Linked DNA regions of Sus scrofa: region 1 is linked to region 2. Evidence: chromatin contacts called from public Hi-C data. All regions are on one chromosome and are shown on one strand. Each heading gives the region's core, a stretch centred on a gene start, on an enhancer-like site or on the middle of the called end of the contact. The rest is flanking DNA. Distances are from core to core; before and after follow the strand shown. Region 1 has its middle 47 kb from the start of MIR148A. Region 2 overlaps SNX10 (sorting nexin-10).

Region 1 (6,062 bases), core at 3,041-5,540, 390 kb after region 2:
GGCCATACAAGTGTTACCTGTTGGTTTAGCCTGCATAATCCAAGACACTCGCCCACTTTGTTTCCTACATTACAGGTGGGTTCATCTGAGATTTAAGGTAATGCCTAATATTTGCGTGTATGTGTGAGCTCACAGAGATGTGCGAATTATGCTAATAAGAAAGTCACCGTCTCTTATTTTTAAAAAAGGAATCCTTAAATCAATATTTGATCTTTTGTTTGCAGTTTGCATATTCAGTCCTATTTTTCCTGGGTGCTAGTAGCAGTGGGTAGGCACCTTGGAGTACATGTTACATAGCACATTTACAAAGCGCTTTCATGTTCATTATCTCACGTGGATAGTCATGACTGTTCCAATTTTTCATCCTTCCTACGAAGGGCTTTCCACAACGTCACAGAGTTAATGGAAGAGCCTAAACTCAAGCCCAGGTCTCCGGACTCCCAGTCTACAGCCCTCCTTACCCCTGGACCACACCACCTGTTTCAACAGCCCAAGAAGCTAGTCTATTGGTGGAGGGAGGAAAACAGCCTCCTCCCCTGAGAACACAGCCATCTAGGGCGTCTCAGGATCTGCTGGTGGAAGCACAAGCAGATAAGCATCCTTTGGAAAAAAGAGTTTGGCAAAATGTATGAAGGATTTTAACACTGCTCCTGCACATGGACCCAGTAATTTTACTTCTAGGAATCTATCCTAAGGAATTCATATGTAGGAGATGTGGCCAAAGATGTATGAAGAAGCACGTTTAGTGGGATGCTACTTAACAGCATCCGACAGTAGGAGCTTAGTTAAGAATGCTGTGTAGGAGTTCCCGTTGTGGCGCAGTGGTTAAAGAATCCGACTAGGAACCACGAGGTTGCGGGTTCGGTCCCTGCCCTTGCTCAGTGGGTTAATGATCCGGCGTTGCCGTGAGCTGTGGTGTAGGTTGCAGACGCGGCTCGGATCCCACGTTGCTGTGGCTCTGGCGTAGGCCAGTAGCTACAGCTCCGATTAGACCCCTAGCCTGGGAACCTCCATATGCCGCGGGAGCGGCCCAAGAAATAGCAAAAAGACAAAAAAAAAAAAAAAGAATGCTGTGATCTTTTCCAATGATGGAATATTATCAAAGTCCTTAAAAATCTCAGTTTGGAAGGTTATTGACAGTATAAATATGGAGGAGACATTTATATGATCAAATGTAAAGAAAACTGGCATCCAGATAGTGTAGGTACCAGAGGAAAAAATGTCCAAATGTTAACAAAACTTAGAGGTGGGGGATGATATTACAACTAATATTTTTTTTAAGTTTGATACCCATTTCTCATGTTCCCTATAGAGGGTATAGTTATTTTATCATTAGGAAAAGATTATATTTCAGTTTTTAAACATGGTAAAAACAGTGGGTTAGAGTAAAGCCTAAAAATAAATTGCGATTAAAGGATTTAAAATCAGGAGTTCCCGTCGTGGCTCAGCGGAAGTGAATCTGACTAGCATCCAAGAGGATGCAGGTTCCTCCCTGGCCTCGCTCCGTGGGTTAAGGATCTGGCGTTGCCATGAGCTGTGGTGTAGGTCGCAGATGCAGCTTGGATCTGGCGTGGCTGTGGATGGGCATAGGCCAGTGGCTATAGCTCCAATATGACCCCTAGCCTGGGAACCTCCACATGCTGTGGGTGCAGCTCTAAAAAGATTAAAAAATAAAAAAAAGATTTAAAAATCGTCGTTTAACCTAGACTGGTCTATACACTGTAGGTCTCATCTTCAGGGTAAAACAAACAGATGCAGGGCTAATTTGTTAGGTTTCCAAGGAGAAGATGATGGATTTATGATATAAGATTTGAAAAAAGCACAAAGCAAATATTTCAAGCTAAAAAAGTTTGGCTCTAAACAGTTGACTCACTTCCATGAGCTGAGCCAGTTTCATTAAAATGTGCAGGAGCTGAGCTCTGGGAAGCCTTGCTACATGAAGTTCTTGAAAGGCCCTCTACCAGGCAGCCTTTTGGAGGCTCCGTTCTCTGTCTCTGGCCAGGGCTTGTCCTGCGTGAGAACATGAGCAACATCCATAGCTAGCAAAACCCCAGAGATGTGTTGGAACTTTCTAGGTGGGAGAGAAAGACTTACATGCCCGGAAGGGAAAAGCAGCCGAAGGGCTCAGGGTTAACATTCCGCTTTTGGAGGAGACTTTAGTCCTTGGAGGGCTTCCAGTCTGAACTTGGAGAATTCATCAACAGGAAAACAAATAGCTGGCATGCTCTGTATTTACTTTGCCTTTCTCAAGGTTGCAACATAAATTTCCCAACTTTGCAAAGCTGTTAAGGCCGAGGAGCCATTTTGTGAGTACAGGGCCTTTCCTCTGGCCTGTGTGAGCCACGTGGAGCCCCGTTTGGGGAAAATGTAGGCACCAGCCCTCAGGGCACCCAAGGCGGGCACCCACCGCTGGACTCTCTGGCGCAGACAGTGGGGGGGCAGAGGGGAGGGGTGGGGGTGGGGCAGCCGAGGGCCTGAGAACCTGAATTCTCCAAATGAGAGCAGAAGGGCTGCTTTGGAAAAAATCCGCTAATGCTGCAAGAGTGAAAGCCCTGAGACGTTCTCCCTGGATGAATTTATGGCAGGCTGACCACGCACAATCTCCAATGGGGCTTTAGTGAAGTGGTGTCTGAACTGTAATATAGCTGGATCAATCCTGGAAGCCACTCCTTCAACACCACAGGCACGATTGTGCTCTTATTCCCAACATTTCTAATTAGCGGAGCAGCTAATGCTGAAAACCACCACATATAATCCGGAAAAAAAAAAAAAAAAAAACCACCTGTCAGCGCAACATTATAAAAATTGAATATGTGTCAGAAGAGGATTTAGATTCTTTAGGTTAATATTATTTTTGCTATTAGGTAAGGAACTGACATTAATTTACTTGCTCTGTGTGATTAGGTTAATTTACTCCAGAATAATCTTGCATTTTAAAAATTAAAAATGGTGGCTCTATCTTCTCATTATCAATCAAAGTAGCAGAAGCCCTACAGAAACTCATCGCCATCTTGTACTCAATTCTATGCTTATAGGCATCAAATAAGCACTAAAAATGACAAATGACCATGCTTGCATAGATCTTCCTGTTTAAGTACCTGTGAATAACTGCCCATTTGTGAATGGTTAAACTGAATCAATTATTTTTCCTGTAAAGCAAGATAACATCTTTCATAAATAGAAATCTGCAAAGAGTTTACATCTTATATGTAATGATGCCACAGTATGTAAAAACCAAAGTAGGCTCACACACAGCAAAAGAAAGCTTAGAAGTCCATTCATTTTTTGACCTTCGCAAAGAGGAGTGCTCTTTCCATGGCTCTATAAATTGTTTAAATCCTTTAATGATTCGAATGTGCTGATAACGTTCCTGCACTTGCTGGAACTATGATTCTGTTAATACTTTGAAAATTACTTTAATTAACCTTATTTCATCTTCCAGTAGTTATAGAACACATTTATGTATTTTAAGTATGCATTCATTTGTTTCATCATTAACCTTGGATTTTACCCTTGGTAATTACGGTAATTTGTAATTTGGGTTGAGTCAGGTACTTGTGCATTAGAACAGTACACATCATGGGTCCCGTCAATGGCTGGAGTCGTCAGGATTCTTTGGTTTACAGGGACAGAGAAGTCGCGTGGAAGGGTAGAAGCAGACAGGCGTGGTTCAACAGGAAATCCCCAGCAATGGATTGTATCTGGCCAAAGACTTGGCTGGAGGAGGGGGGATTCTGAATGGCCGAGCCTGGGTCAGGCCCCCCACCCCCACAACCCACCCCACTTTGTCCTGAGATCAGAGAGGGAGGAATCTCTTCCAGACAAAGAGGTGAAAGAGGAAAATCAGTGGCCAAGCCCCAAACAGTGTCCAGCATACTTGTTAATCAGATTTACATTAATATTTAATATTTTAATACTCAGAACATCTACAGTGTCCCTGCTTCTCCTGACAACTTTCCCTCCCCGGCCTCCTTTCTTTTCTGACACATCCAGACAGCCAAGTGCTGCCAGCATGAGTCCTGGGTGTTTCATCTGTGCCACCAATTGGTCACAACTCTCAAACACCCAGGTTTCAACCCTCACTGGTTTTTCTAGAAACTTCAGTGGTAGGCAATTCAACACACCCTGCCACGGGCACTGTGAGCCACAGTGCTGGCGATACCAAGCTTCTTGCCCTCAGGGAGTTACCGGGGGCCAGGGCCAGAGCTCAGGCGCAGAGCTCATAAGCAGGTGGGCAGCGGCAGGAGTGATTTGTGAGTGTTCACGCTTGGTCTGTGAAGTGCCGAGGCAGGCCAGAAGAGGGCGAGGGACCCCGCCAGAATCACGGATGTTGCAACACCACTCTCTTTTCCTGATTTGGCTGTGCGATTACAATTCTCAGTTCTGCTTTTCTCTTTATTAACGTGTTCTTCATTTTGCACACGTCATTGCCAGAAAATGGTATCATGGGAACCACTGAAGATATCCTTAATATCTTAACTATAGTGTTTCATAGATGTGAACGTGTCGTTGTTAGAAGAATCAGTGCTTTCAGCGAGCACAGTTCTGTCCTTTTTTTTTTTTTTTTTTTGGTCGTTTTGTCTTCATTTCTAGGGCTACACCTCTGGCATGTGGAGGTTCCCAGGCTAAGGGTCTAATGGTGGGAGCTGTAGCTGCCAGCCTACACTGCAGCTCATGGCAACGCTGGATCCTTAACCCACTAAGTGAGGCCAGGGATCGAACCCGCAACCTCATGGTTCCTAGTCAGATTTGTTTTGCTGCACCACGAAGGGAACTCCAATCTTTCTGGGGTTTTGGTGTTTTTTTTTTGTTTTGTTTTTGTTTTTTTAGGGCTGCACTCATGGCATATGGAGGTTCTCAAGCCAGGGGTCCAATCAGAGCTATGCCACAGCCACAGCCACAGCAGATCCAAGCCACATCTGCGACCTCCACCACAGCTCATGTCAACGCTTGATCCCCAACCCACAGAGCGAGGCCAGGGATCGAACTCGTGTCCTCATGGATGCCAGTTGGGTTCACTAACTTCTGAACCATGATGGGAACTCCCCTTCTGTTTGTTCTGATGCTCAATCATTTTCAAGTCTTGGTCTACAGTCAGCCCTGTTCTTAGTGGAAGATGACTGGATTCCCACGAAGACCATGGAGGAAGCAGAGTGGGACAGGGGAGTTTATGACATGTCAGGGGGTGAGCTATTCAAAGACACTTGCCGCCTTGATGGTACATCTCCACCTCACGCTGCTGGCACAGTGGAGAGGGGTGCCCAGCAGAGGCAAGAAAGGTGTCATGTGAAAAGGAAACCTGGGTGGGTAAGTGTTTGGACCAAGCCCTTCCTTGTCCAGGCAACTTTGCTTCTGCATCTAAGGCTGCCTGGTGGGGGGCCGGGGTGAGGGAGGGGCCCCACCGAAATGCAGGACCTCCTCAGGTCAGGGAAAGACCTTAGCGATCCTTTGCTCTTGTGTTACGGATGCTCAGGAAGTTTGTGACAAGTTCATGATCAGAGAATTAGGGCAAGTCCCCCCGGCTCCTGGGTGGGTGGGAGAATGGACGCCTTCGTGGACGCTCTCATCTTTTCTTGTCTGTTACTATGTATGGATCAGTAACTAACACACGACCCCAAACCACAGTGGCTTAACACAGCCCAAGTGACATCTTGGAACCATTTAAAGTCAGTGGCTGGCGGACACTTTCCACGCCCTGACTCAGGGATACAAGGCTCTTTCGCTCTGTGGCTCCCCCATGCCCAAGGGGCTCGAAGTTATTTGTTGGACTGAGACAGGGAGAGAGGGGGAGTCAAGGATTGTGTGATGGGCAGGCCTGGAAGGGGGGTACCTCACTTCTCCTTACATTCCACTGGCTGGAGGGCCCGTACGAGGCCGCCTTCCTGCAAGGGAGGCTGGGATAGGTAGTCCAGCTCTGTGCCCAGGAGTCTTTGCAGGTGAATGGACTAGGGTTTGGATACTGGCTGTGTGACCTTGGGCAAAGAATTAATCTCTTTTAGCTTCAGTTTGCGCAGCGTGGTATGGGGACAACTGGTGGGGGCATTGTGAGGCTTAAATGGTTA
Region 2 (5,864 bases), core at 2,723-5,222:
TAAGTGTATTAAAATAACCGGCCAATACTTGGCTACCACTCATGATATGTCAGTCTGAGTGCGTGACATTCGTTAACTCATTTAATCCTCTCTACAGCCTTATGAAGTAGATGCTATTACTATCCCCATTGTATAGAGATGGGAAAACACGGGCACAGAGGAGGTAAAAGACTTGCCCAAGCCCCAGCCCCTAAGCAGCAGAACCAAGATTTAAACCCAGGCCGTCTGGCTTCAGAGGCGTGTGCAAACCAGAGTACTGTCCCATGGGATGGGTATTCCAGCATTCCAGAGTGGAGAAAAAAGAGGAATCAGAGCAGCGTGAATTCAAGTCACTTTAACTGCACCAACCATCACCAAGTACTCCAGAGTTATTAACCCACCGGGACTATTCCAACACCAATAAATACGCTCTTATAAACATTCTCTCCAAAGAGCAGCACTAAACGATTCATTTAGAGGAGCCCAGAAGGGTATTAGCAGCCCATTGTAGAGCTAATTTTGGTCAATCCTAAATGTTGTAAATAAAGGGAGTTTTTAAAAAGTGCCTTTTTAATAAGGCACATTTGTTTCCCGGCAAATTTTACTTTTGTCAGCTAAACTCCCAAGCAATTTGACTCTGCTTTATAGCCTAAGGGAGCATATATTTATTGTTCTCTTTTTGGAAGGTCTGGTCCCAAATATGCATCATAGGATGTGAGCCACAAGATGGCGCTCTAATACAGGAAATGAACTACTGAGCTTCGCCCTGCAGCAGTTATTAGCCTTTCAGCAGGGCTAACATTCTCCCCCACTGGCTCATAGGACACTCGACTCTTGCAAAGCACTTTGCTCACATCTCCTGTCCCGTCACAAGAGTTTCTGCACACTTACTTTCTGAGGAAATCTTCCAAACCCTGACGGCGCTGATCTACGTGCTGGCGATTATTCATGTTGAAAAACAGGTTTTTAGATGGAAGTTCTGGCAGTTGTCTTATGAGAAAGAAAAAAAATTTTTTTAATCATCAAATCAAGGCAGTTTAGTTACAGAAACCCTCCAAAATGAAAGTAAATTATGCATAATTATCACACAACTATTATATAGTATTATATATATTACATGGTTATGTTATATAAATAATAAGGGTATGAAAAAAATCAATGTAAAGAAAAAGCATTTTTAAACATTTTTGAGGTCTTACATGGTCAATGCTCTATAAAAGTTAGTATAATTCAAGTGCTAAATTTAGGATTCAGATTCAGTAGCCAAAAACCTAACCAAACCATCGTACATTCTCCTATGATGTAATCAAGGAGAAAGCCTACAGGAGTTCCCATTGTGGCGCAGCAGAAACGCATCTGACTAGTATCCATGAGGATTCGGGTTCCATCCCCGCCTTGCTCAGTGGGCTGGGGATCCAGTGTTGCTGCGGCTGTGGTACTACAGGCTGACAGCTGTAGCTCCGATTTGACCCCCAGCCTAGGAACCTATACCATGGTATATACCATGGGTGCGGCCCTAAAAAGCAAAAATAAATTAATAAATAAAAGAAGAAAGCCTTTAAAATCCTTCATATTTAGATATCTTAATACATTTCAATTTTTTAATGGTAGTTGATTTACAAAATTGTGTTAGTTTCAGGTATTTTTCAGATTCTTTTCTATTTTAGGTTATTATAAATACTGAACATAGTTCCCCATACTATACAGAAAATCTTTTTTTAAATACTGACTATAATAATCAAGACTCCTTGGAGTTCCCGTCATGCCTCAGTGGTTAATGAATCTGACTAGGAACCATGAGGTTGCAGGTTTGATCCCTGGCCCAGCATTGCCATGAGCTGTGGTATAGGCCGCATACGTGGCTCAGATCCTGCATTGCTGTGGCTCTGGCGTAGGCCAGTGGCCACAGCTCCGATTAGACCCCCTAGCCTGGGAACCTCCATATGCTGTGGGTGAGGCCCTAGAAAAGAAAGAAGAAAAAAAAAAAAAAAGACTCCTCAATATAAGTGAAGTAAGTCACAAAGAGAAAGACAAATACCCTATGTTATCACTTATATCTGGAATCTAACATATGGCACAAATGAACCTTTCCACAGAAAAGAAAATCACGGACTTGGAGAGCAGGTTGCAAAGGGAGAGGGAGAGGGAGTGGGATGGACTGGGAGTTTGGGGTTCATAGATGCAAACTATTGCCTCTGGAATGGATAAGCAATGAGATCCTGCTGTATAGCACTGGGAACTATATCTGGTCACTTATGACAGAGCATGATCATGTGAGAAAAAAGAATGTATGTGTATGTGTGACTGGGTCACCTTGCTGTACAGTAGAAAATTGACAGAACACTGTAAATCAGCTATAATGGAAAAAAATAAAAATCATTAAAAAAAGAAAAGACTCTTCGATATGCTCTTTCAATCACTTACACCAGCAATGCATTACTCTGGAGCCTCTGCCTCAGCCACACAAATTCTCTATATCTTCTTCTCACACAAGACGTCTTCATTGTAAAACACATGCTATTGGTCTGTTTAAAGAAAACAAAGAAATATAAGCCTCACTTGGGGGGGGGGAATGCTTTTCTTATATCCGTAACCCAGTATATGCCCCAATATTTGCCTAAAGTAGGATTTTAAAAACCAAAAACACATGTGCACTTACGCCAGACTCAAATCCTGCACATAACGCACCCACACAGCACCCTGAAGACAGCTGGGGTGACACGAGTGAGCAGTGCTGACCCTGGAGAAGGCAGACCCCGCCCCTCCCTGAGTCCTGAAGTAGCTTCCTGCTCACTGCTCAGCCCTCCCGTCAGAGACAAGTCATAAGACAAATCTTGAAAATGATCAAAAGAGCTGGGGATCATCATCCGCTGCATCTCGACCCTACCCGTCCCTCCGTAGAGAAGCCTTTAGGCGTCAGAGATGCGATGCGCGTGGCCCCTAACGTGACATCACAGACGCCGTCGAGTCCTTGGTGTGGCCATCACCACCGATCGCACACATCACCCCGAACCCCGAACTCCCCGTGCAACAAGAGACCAGCCTCTCCCTTCTCGGCGAGACACGCGAGGGTGGAAAAAGAGGCGTGTGGCGCACGGCCCATTTCTTGGGACCCCCCAAGCTCCGGCTCCGCCGAGGCAAGTCGCCTGAACTCCAGCTCCCGGAGTGACAGAGGGCGATGAAACAGCAGCACCCCCATTCCACAGGGTGGCTGTCAGGTTTGATAACAAGGGTGTGGCACACGTTCTCTCTTAATATTATTATCAGCTACTAGGCGTGGGTGTCCTTCCCGCTCCCTCAGGGCAGACTTGGAAAAAGCCACCCTGAATCCCCACCTGAAGCAACACAGCGACGCTGCTCCTTTGCATGAACACGAGGCTGGTAAATACGTGTATTTCTCCTTCGTGTAACATGAGAGGGAGAGGCTGGTCTCTTGCGGCGCAGGGGGTCCAGGGTTCGGGGGGACGCGTGGGGATGGCTTTGTGTGACATGAGGCGTGTTCGTCTACTGGTTTCGCCTAAGAAGATCTCTATTTCGCCTATTTATATCAAAATCCTATTTCTAAATCTTCATGCTGACAAATGAGCATTTTTTTTTTTTTTGCCCCCAAGATTTATATTATTTCAAAAACTGTTACTATTCCACTACTTCATTAGGCCGCCGGCAGCCGTCTGCCGTGGGAAGGGTCAGTGCTGACGCGCATCCGTTCCTATAACCACTCCTGTGACGTGCACCGCACGGTTCCTCACATTCCTGAACTTTCCAAAATTCGACAAAACCTCAGGATGCAGGGAGGTTAAGAGACTTGCCCCCAAAGCAGTTATTGGCCTAAATCCCATCACGGATGATACGGCTGCAAAACATGCCCGGCTGGCGCTGGTGGCACAAAAACAGTGTGTGTGTGGATTTCCAGGCACACCAGGGCCTCCTTCTAATGTGCCCCTTGGGGACTCAGACACAGGCCGTTTATACCAGAATTCCTGTCCTAACGAGGCCCAGGCGGGTGTCCTCTGAGTGCTCTCTCCCCAGAGAGGAGCAGGCCGCTGCAGGGACTCCCGCATCTCAGGCACAGAGAGGCTCCAGCCCAACGTCCTTCCACGTCTCCGCCCAGAGTCACCACGGACGTCAATGACTGCACGGGACGAAGACCTGCACCAAGTCCGCCGTGCGCGGGACAAGCTCAGGGGAGTGTATTCGAAGGACGACCCACCCCTACCGCTCGCTGGTTTAAAATTCCCAGTAAACGCTAAGCCTTCAGAGTCGCCTGGTATCACATCCCTCGAGACTAATTTAGCCGGGTTCAGCACCAGCTTCTCCACCTGCAAAGCCCTATGGGTACAGCATCTCCATGAGGCCGTCTAGAACTCTCCAGCCTCCCCACGCATTCCTCACCATAGGACAACAGGTGGAAGGCTCTTTAGGATGAGATCACTAATTTACTAAGTTCCTCTAAATCTAATTGCTTCTTTCAACCATCTACCAAGCCAAGAACATTTATTTACTGTCAATTTATTAGCACTCCAAAGAAACGCCAGAGTACCAGCAAATACTCTTTGTGGAACCCATCATTTCTGGCTCTCAGTGGACATTTCTGAATTCACACCGTGTTATTTATGTAGAAGAGAAGGATCTATACTTTCATTAACTCCCCGAGGACAATTAAATTTCATGCCTATTACAAAGTGTGTCATAAGGAGCCACACATTTTTTAGAGGGAGTAAAGGGCAGTTAATGAATTTTATCTTCACATGCTTAGTCTTATACACTCACATTACTGTCCACACAGAACATGCATATCTGGTGTGACCTTACGAGCAAAGCCAGATCAAAACACAAGGTGTACCCTGGCAATGGCCTTCGACACAATCATCAACAAAGCAGTTCTGAGTTTTCACTCTATTTGCTAAACTGGGGAACTTTGAAAGAAAAGAGGGAAGAAAGGAGAAAAGGGAAGTTCTGTGGCTGGTATCTGGGTGGCCAATATACTAATTTAGCCATTAACAGTGGGAAGACTAAAGGATGGTTAAAGGGCCTCTCACTTGTGCTACATGAGAACAGGTAAAATCTGAGCCCATTTCTGGGCTCTCATGAGTAAGTCCGGACTACGTCAGAATGGACAACCTTCATGATCAAAGGCTAATAAACCATACAGAGCCTGTGGCCAAACCTGCCATTTGTCTTTACAAATAAATGTATGCTGGGACGCAGTTATACTCATCCATTTATGTATTGTTTATGGCTGTTTTCACTCGACGACAGTATAACTGAGTTGTTTGGAGAGAGTCCACATGGCCCACAAAACCGAAGGTATTTACCAGCTGGCCCTTTACAGAAGACGACTGCGGACCCTTATTCAAGATAATCTCAGGAGGCCACATGCCACCAGACACTGTTCAAGTGATTATGATACAGCATTATTTCCACATAGAGTAAATCATTTGCAGTTATTTACTTATTGTAATTACTCAGAACCTAGACGAAGGCAAAATAACTGCACATATTCACTTCCTACTGCTTGTTCGGCATATAAAACACTGCACGTCTCTCTTCCAAAGAACTCTACCTCCTCTCAAAACCTAAGATTTATCAGGCAATATAGTCTCCAGAAATATGCTATAACAGATCATAAAGACAGACCATTAATGAGCTATAAAAACTCTTTGTGAATTTTAGATGTATTCACATCTTCATACACGAAGGCAATAAACATTAAAGCATTAATATTAACAAAGGTACAATAAGGAATTCAAAGAAGTTCATTTTTTTAACTTAAGAGCCATCGAACTACTTCAGTTAAGTGACAAGCAGTGTGATCGTTCAAATTCAGTTCTTTGAATTAGAAAAAAATTTTAGAAATGTCTATCATAGTATCGCATCAAACGTAC

The links. A called contact is a pair of places that touch in the nucleus more often than the background predicts.
Region 1: a contact with region 2 is called in a Hi-C map of retroperitoneal adipose tissue, with 5 times the contacts expected there. The contact joins two enhancer-like sites. A contact is called at or near these places in 3 of 5 promoter capture datasets (fetal liver, fetal skeletal muscle and liver), 25 of 47 Hi-C or Micro-C datasets (adipocytes, adipose tissue, alveolar macrophages and 17 more) and 1 of 2 datasets of contacts at active chromatin or transcription factors (skeletal muscle).

The regions. Positions count from the first base shown.
Region 1 is chr18:46,459,406-46,465,467 of Sscrofa11.1, forward strand. No RefSeq gene overlaps it. Among named protein-coding and RNA genes, the nearest start is that of MIR148A, 47 kb to the left of the region's middle. Within about 2 kb of position 4,291, at least 15 of the 83 cell types and tissues checked have an H3K27ac peak or open chromatin away from gene starts, as enhancers often do. A contact at or near this core is called in fetal liver and retroperitoneal adipose tissue, where this site is marked.
Region 2 is chr18:46,073,384-46,079,247 of Sscrofa11.1, forward strand. It overlaps SNX10 (sorting nexin-10), which reads right to left. Exons shown (of 7, transcript XM_021079049.1): 4 at 2,404-2,504; 5 at 871-969. Among named protein-coding and RNA genes, the nearest start is that of SNX10, 67 kb to the right of the region's middle. Within about 2 kb of position 3,973, at least 4 of the 83 cell types and tissues checked have an H3K27ac peak or open chromatin away from gene starts, as enhancers often do. A contact at or near this core is called in fetal liver and retroperitoneal adipose tissue, where this site is marked.